Linked DNA regions of Mus musculus: region 1 is linked to region 2. The links are chromatin contacts, called in public Hi-C maps. All regions are on one chromosome and are shown on one strand. Each heading gives the region's core, a stretch centred on a gene start, on an enhancer-like site or on the middle of the called end of the contact. The rest is flanking DNA. Distances are from core to core; before and after follow the strand shown. Region 1 has its middle 13 kb from the start of Gbp4. Region 2 has its middle 4.1 kb from the start of Abcg3.

What was found. Hi-C and Micro-C count contacts between places; a contact is called where the count stands out from the background.
Region 1: a Hi-C map of Kupffer cells shows a contact between it and region 2, with 4 times the contacts expected there. The contact joins two enhancer-like sites. A contact is called at or near these places in 8 of 39 promoter capture datasets (the C10 cell line, embryonic stem cells, frontonasal cranial neural crest and 3 more), 2 of 15 datasets of contacts at CTCF or cohesin (large pre-B cells and pro-B cells), 37 of 484 Hi-C or Micro-C datasets (B cells, the Ba/F3 cell line, the C10 cell line and 19 more), 12 of 115 datasets of contacts at active chromatin or transcription factors (the 230-238 cell line, bone marrow-derived dendritic cells, cardiomyocytes and 8 more) and 3 of 9 other capture datasets (adipose tissue, embryonic stem cells and liver).

Annotation. Positions count from the first base shown.
Region 1 is chr5:105,150,834-105,153,533 of GRCm38.p6, reverse strand. No RefSeq gene overlaps it. Among named protein-coding and RNA genes, the nearest start is that of Gbp4, 13 kb to the right of the region's middle. Within about 2 kb of position 1,368, at least 14 of the 459 cell types and tissues checked have an H3K27ac peak or open chromatin away from gene starts, as enhancers often do. A contact at or near this core is called in CD8 T cells, Kupffer cells and regulatory T cells, where this site is marked.
Region 2 is chr5:104,985,469-104,988,168 of GRCm38.p6, reverse strand. No RefSeq gene overlaps it. Among named protein-coding and RNA genes, the nearest start is that of Abcg3, 4.1 kb to the right of the region's middle. Within about 2 kb of position 1,283, at least 12 of the 459 cell types and tissues checked have an H3K27ac peak or open chromatin away from gene starts, as enhancers often do. A contact at or near this core is called in CD8 T cells, Kupffer cells and regulatory T cells, where this site is marked.

The sequences.
Region 1 (2,700 bases), core at 119-2,618, 170 kb before region 2:
AAGGAAGAACACTGTCTTTACTGAGCATAATGTGAGGAAGGAGAATGGATATCTGCAATGACTGAGATACTTCAACAGGGAGAGGAGAAGAGCTGTGAACTGAGAAGGCAGAACAGGGGGGAATCCTATCACATGTTTAGATGGAAGGAAGGTAGCATTTACAGGGTTTGTATTAGATACTTTCTAGAAAGCAAAGCCATCAAAGGACCAAACATTTTCTATTGTGGCCAAGTCTACAAGAAATAAGTGTGTTAGTTGTGAGTATTTTCTCAAATGTACAGAGAAGGCAAATGTAAAAGATATATTATGACTTCAAACATTTCAGTCCTTAAAAACACAGGTGGTAGATACATTGTGTACCCCAGTGTATCTACTGAGATGTCAGAGCTCTCAAACATATACTCTCCATATCTCAGTATAACACACACGCACACACAAACACACACACACACACACACACACACACACACACACTTCCTGACCTGCTGGAGTGTTTAGCAGTGAGTATCTCCTACTGGAGTATGTCAGCTACTTTCTCAAAATATGAGGTAGGCAGATATCAAATCAAATTTTACTTTATTTTGTTATTATTCTATGGATATCAGGTCCAATTAAACATCTGTTGCCACCTCAAGACATAGATGTTACTTATAGAAGTTGAGGATATACTACCTGGCCAGTTTATTATATACATATATCTCAGATGATGGGATATATGTATATAATAAACTGAGTTATGCTACATGGGATGATAATGCCTCAACTGTCACTCATAGACAGTCTAAAATAAGATGTTTGATTACTAACTCAGGTTTAACATTTTAAATGGAATAAAACTGATTGCCACAGGCATTCACCAATACATTTGGAGTGCATTTGAATTCTTGAGAGTCGTGGCTGTTAGCAGAGATCCAGTACCATTGTGAGAAGTGTGATGGCAACCCTGGTTGCTGATGCGGGAAGTCTGGATCTTTAAATGAATTCTTGTTAGTAGACAGCAGGAATAGCAGCAGAGGCTGAGGCAAAGCCTGTCCCCTGGCCTGCAATTGTAGGACAAGTCCTGAAGCTTCAGTGAACTCTAGATAGAGGGAGAAGCCCTAGGCTTTGAGGTACTTTTTCTCAGGTTTAGTCAATGCCTGGTCAGTCTTTTTTTCCTGCAAAAAGTTATATGTTTTCATTCAGTCGTGGTCATGCACATGTATACACATGCCACAGGGTATGATGTTCCAGTCAGAAGACAGATTTCAGGATCACTTGGGTCCAGATTGTCTGAATGTGAACATATAAAGAAAGTAAGACTAAGCAGGAAACACTGCCCAAGCCTAAGCCTTCTGCAGATACTTGTCACAGGATTCTAGCAGTTCTGGGTACTGCTATAGTCTTTGCAGCCTGCTGCCTGCTCCTTTCTTCTGTAGTACAGATTTTGCTCAGCCTGGGCTCTTGTTTCTTTTGCTGTGGCTGCTGCTATTGTACTGATGGTGCTCTGTGGTTGGTTTGAGGAGCTCCAGTCTGTCTTCCAGCTGTCAGAAAGATGTTAGCAAGCTCAGGGTAGGACTACTGACTGCTTTTATCCCTGGCAGTGTACATAGCACTATGGGAGGAAATCCTCACAGGGAAGATTGCCACATTAGGGGAATTTCAAAAGCCCACCACCTAGATGAATATCTATAGGCAATCAATGCTGCTGAGAGGGAGAATCAGTGTTCTCCAAGCAGGATCCGGGTCTTAGATTATCTAGTCATTAGTGGTCAGCTCTAAATACATACACATACAGCAATACCAAATAGTCTCGATACATTACGTTCCCATGTGCACATGTACACAGATGTACCTTTATATCCCTTCAGAGAAAGGCATCCTGTTAAGTATCTATGGAAACTACTTCTAGTCATTTCTTGCAAATTTCTGAGGAAAAATTTGCTAAAAGTACGTGACTTTTTTTTTTTTTGACAGCATGCCTCAGTGATCAAAGTATGGCCTGACCAGAATATAATTTCCTCCCTCACTTGTTGGTGATTAGCAGCTATACTGACCTCCCTTGGATTGAAGTTTTGAATACAGTCGGTTAGTCTTCAAGATAAATTAGTAATTTCTTAGCAACAAGAATTGATGAGGTCTCAAGTCATTAGAAATAACACGTGATTTCAATATATTTGAACCACTGAGGTTTTTCATAATAATTGTACCAAAGTATCAGCTGAATACTTCCCGAGGTTGGGTCAAAACTACATTTGAAGCTAATTCTACCCATTTCAAACAATGCCCAATGTGCATATAGTCACCTTCACTATCATAGATATAGCCACAACAGAGCTATGTCTTACTTATATCCTATTAAGTGTCTTGAATGGCTGAATCTACATTAATTTTCTTTGGCATAGTTACTCCAGATTTCCTGTTTTATCTTGAGTGTGTTTTGCTGACTTTCTGTGTGAAAACATGAAGGTTCCTGAAATGGAAGAGCATGCAAATCCAACTCAGACAGAAAGTGGAAGTGTCAAGAGCCATTTGCCCAAGAGGTCAACTTCTAAGCTACTATTTGTTTTGCCAAATCAAAACTGAAGTCCATAGCAGACTCTGGAAAACCCTTTCATATCATGAAACCAATGACCTGACATCACTTCTGTGGGTGCTGGTGGATCACATTCTCCCTCGGGGATCTTTCAATATCTCATAGACCATAAATACTTGCTGGCTGCC
Region 2 (2,700 bases), core at 34-2,533:
GAAACACAAAGCAGGGCGGGGGGAGCTGCAGAGTGAACCATTGTGTTTTCACAGGAAGGATTAAACAAGGGAGTGCCCCTTGGAGACTGGGCCATGTCCAGGCACCTAGCTTCAGGGTCCTTAATTTATTCTCCTAGACATTTGGTGCAGAACTCAGAGTGATAAAGGGACAAAGGAGCAGGTCAGCAGCATGGAGGTAAACTGGTACCTTAATTCTACTTCAGTGAACTCTCCCCCTATTCATCTGTTGGGTCAGCACGGCCACCCATTTGCAGGCTCAGGTAGAATGCACACAGAGTCCACACCAGGACTGGGAAGAAGTTCATGTCAGCAGGTTCTTGGATTCCACTAAGGTTAGGGGAGTCTCTGGTCTGGAGCAAAGCAGGGATGTGTCCAGTTCTTGTCAGTTGAGTGGCACTGCTGAGACAGGATTGAGGGGAACTGCAGGAGCAAGGCTGCCTCTAACAATTGGTATCTCCAACTTCAACCCTCTTCAGATTGAGAGGATCTTGAACAAACCTGGCTTAAAATATAAGCCTGCAGTTAACCAGATCAAGTGCCACTCATACCTAACTCAGGAGAAGTCGATTGAGTACGGCCATTGCAAAGGCATCATGGTGACTACATACAGTCCCCCTTGGTTCTCCTGATAGGCCCTGGGCCAAGCCTGAAGACCCTTCTCTCCTGGAGGATCCAGGATCAAGGCAATTGCAGCCAAGTGCAATAAAACTGCAGCCCAGATAGTGATCCTGTTCCCCATTCAGAAGAACTTGGTAGTGATCCCCAATTCTGTGACTCCAGAGCATATTGCTGAGAACTTTAAGGTCTTTGGCATTGAGCTGAGCAGCAAGGATATGACCACTCTACTCAGCTACAACAGGAACTGGAGGATGTGTGCCTTGATGAGCTGTGCAAAACCCAAGGATTACCCCTCCATGCAGAAGTCTAAAGCTGCGGCAGACAGATCCCTGCTCCTCCCCAAGTGACAATAATTCCTCTTACAAATCTCAGGTGTCATCTTTCTCTAATTATTTGACAACTAATAAAAACATAATTAATTCTAAATGTTCAATCAAGATCACTTGGGAGCTACACCTCTAGATTACTAGGTTTCCAACGGTAAAGAAAAAAACACAACAGATATTTTCTGTTTGAGAAGTTATTCCTGGGGAGAAATATTTTAAAAACTGTAATTCTGGGAAATTGGGCAGAAGTGAAAGTAGTTACTGTAAGTGAGGAGCATACTGCCTCCTAGTGGTGACTTCTCCTGCTCTGCTTTAGTCATTTCTCTGAGAAGGTTCCTCCTTTAAACAAGCTTGCCAGCTATTTGAGACTGTCTTGGGAAGTATGGCACAGTTTCCCTGATTTCTTTCCCAGATCATTTGCCATTGTGTATGGGAAGGCTACTAATCTTTGTGAATTAATGTTGAGTCCTGTCACTTTGTTGAAGTTGCCAGTCCTGTCTTCACATCATGCACTTCTATCCCCTGTATGTATTATTATTTTTTTTTATACAGGTCTACCTATAAGGATATTACACCGACCCTTATAAATCCGCTGTAAGTTGAAAGTATTGACAGTTTACAAATGCATTTAACATACCTAAGCACTAGACAACTGAAGGCAATAACTTGCAGCACAATGAAATGTGTCACTCAATTGTCTTTCTGATCACGTGACTGACTGGGAGCCACAACTTATTGCAGCCGCTCAACACAGCAAATATCAAAATTCACAGTTCAGAGTGCAGCCTGGTGTGGTGGTACAAGCTTGTAGGAGCTACAGAGTAAGGATTAAGGCGTAAGGACCATGAGTTTGAGAACAACCTGGACTACAGAGCAACTCACTGGTTTTAGTCCATGAAGATCCTGCTCAAACATACAAACAAGCAAGCAAGCAACAACAACAACAAAAACACACTTTTAAAAAGTGAAAGTACAGTTTCTAAAAAGTATACATGGCCATAACATCATCTTGAAATTGAGAAATGGCTGAGTCAACCATCACAAGCCAGGGACTCTCTGTGTGATGGGTTTGCTTCTGTCCTAAGGACACATTTTTCACCAAGTATGAAAGCCAGTAAAATGGTTCTTATTCCTAAAAATTTTTACCGTGGGAGATGGTATATACAATCATGAAATTTATAGAAAATCACTTACCTTTAAGGCCATAAAGAAAGAATCTGCCTCTATACTGCTGGGGTTCAAGGTGTGTACAACCCTTCCCCGCATATGAGAATATTTAATAATAATTTAATAATAAATATTTAATAGTATATTAAATAGAGTATTTAATAGTAATTTAATAAAAAAGGGGAAAAATGAGGAAGATGTACCATAGGTCAGGTATGTTTCTGACATCCATCTATTTCAGCTTACTGTGAGTTAATAAGAATTATAGTTTGACAAATGTTTGTATATAAACATACCTGGATTGGTCTGGAAGATGGATCAGTGATTAAGACCACTGGCTGCTCTTCCTGAGGACCTGGATTTAATTCCCAGTACCAATATGGTGGCTCACAGCTTTCTCTAACTTAAGTTCTAGGGGATTTGACACCTTCTTCTGGGTTCAGTGGGTGCGCGCGCACACACACAGTGTGCACTTACATTCCTGTGGACAAACATCCAAATACATAAAAATAAAAAGAGAGAATGAACCTTTAAACAAAGGGAATGAGGATATGCTGTAAAGACAGGG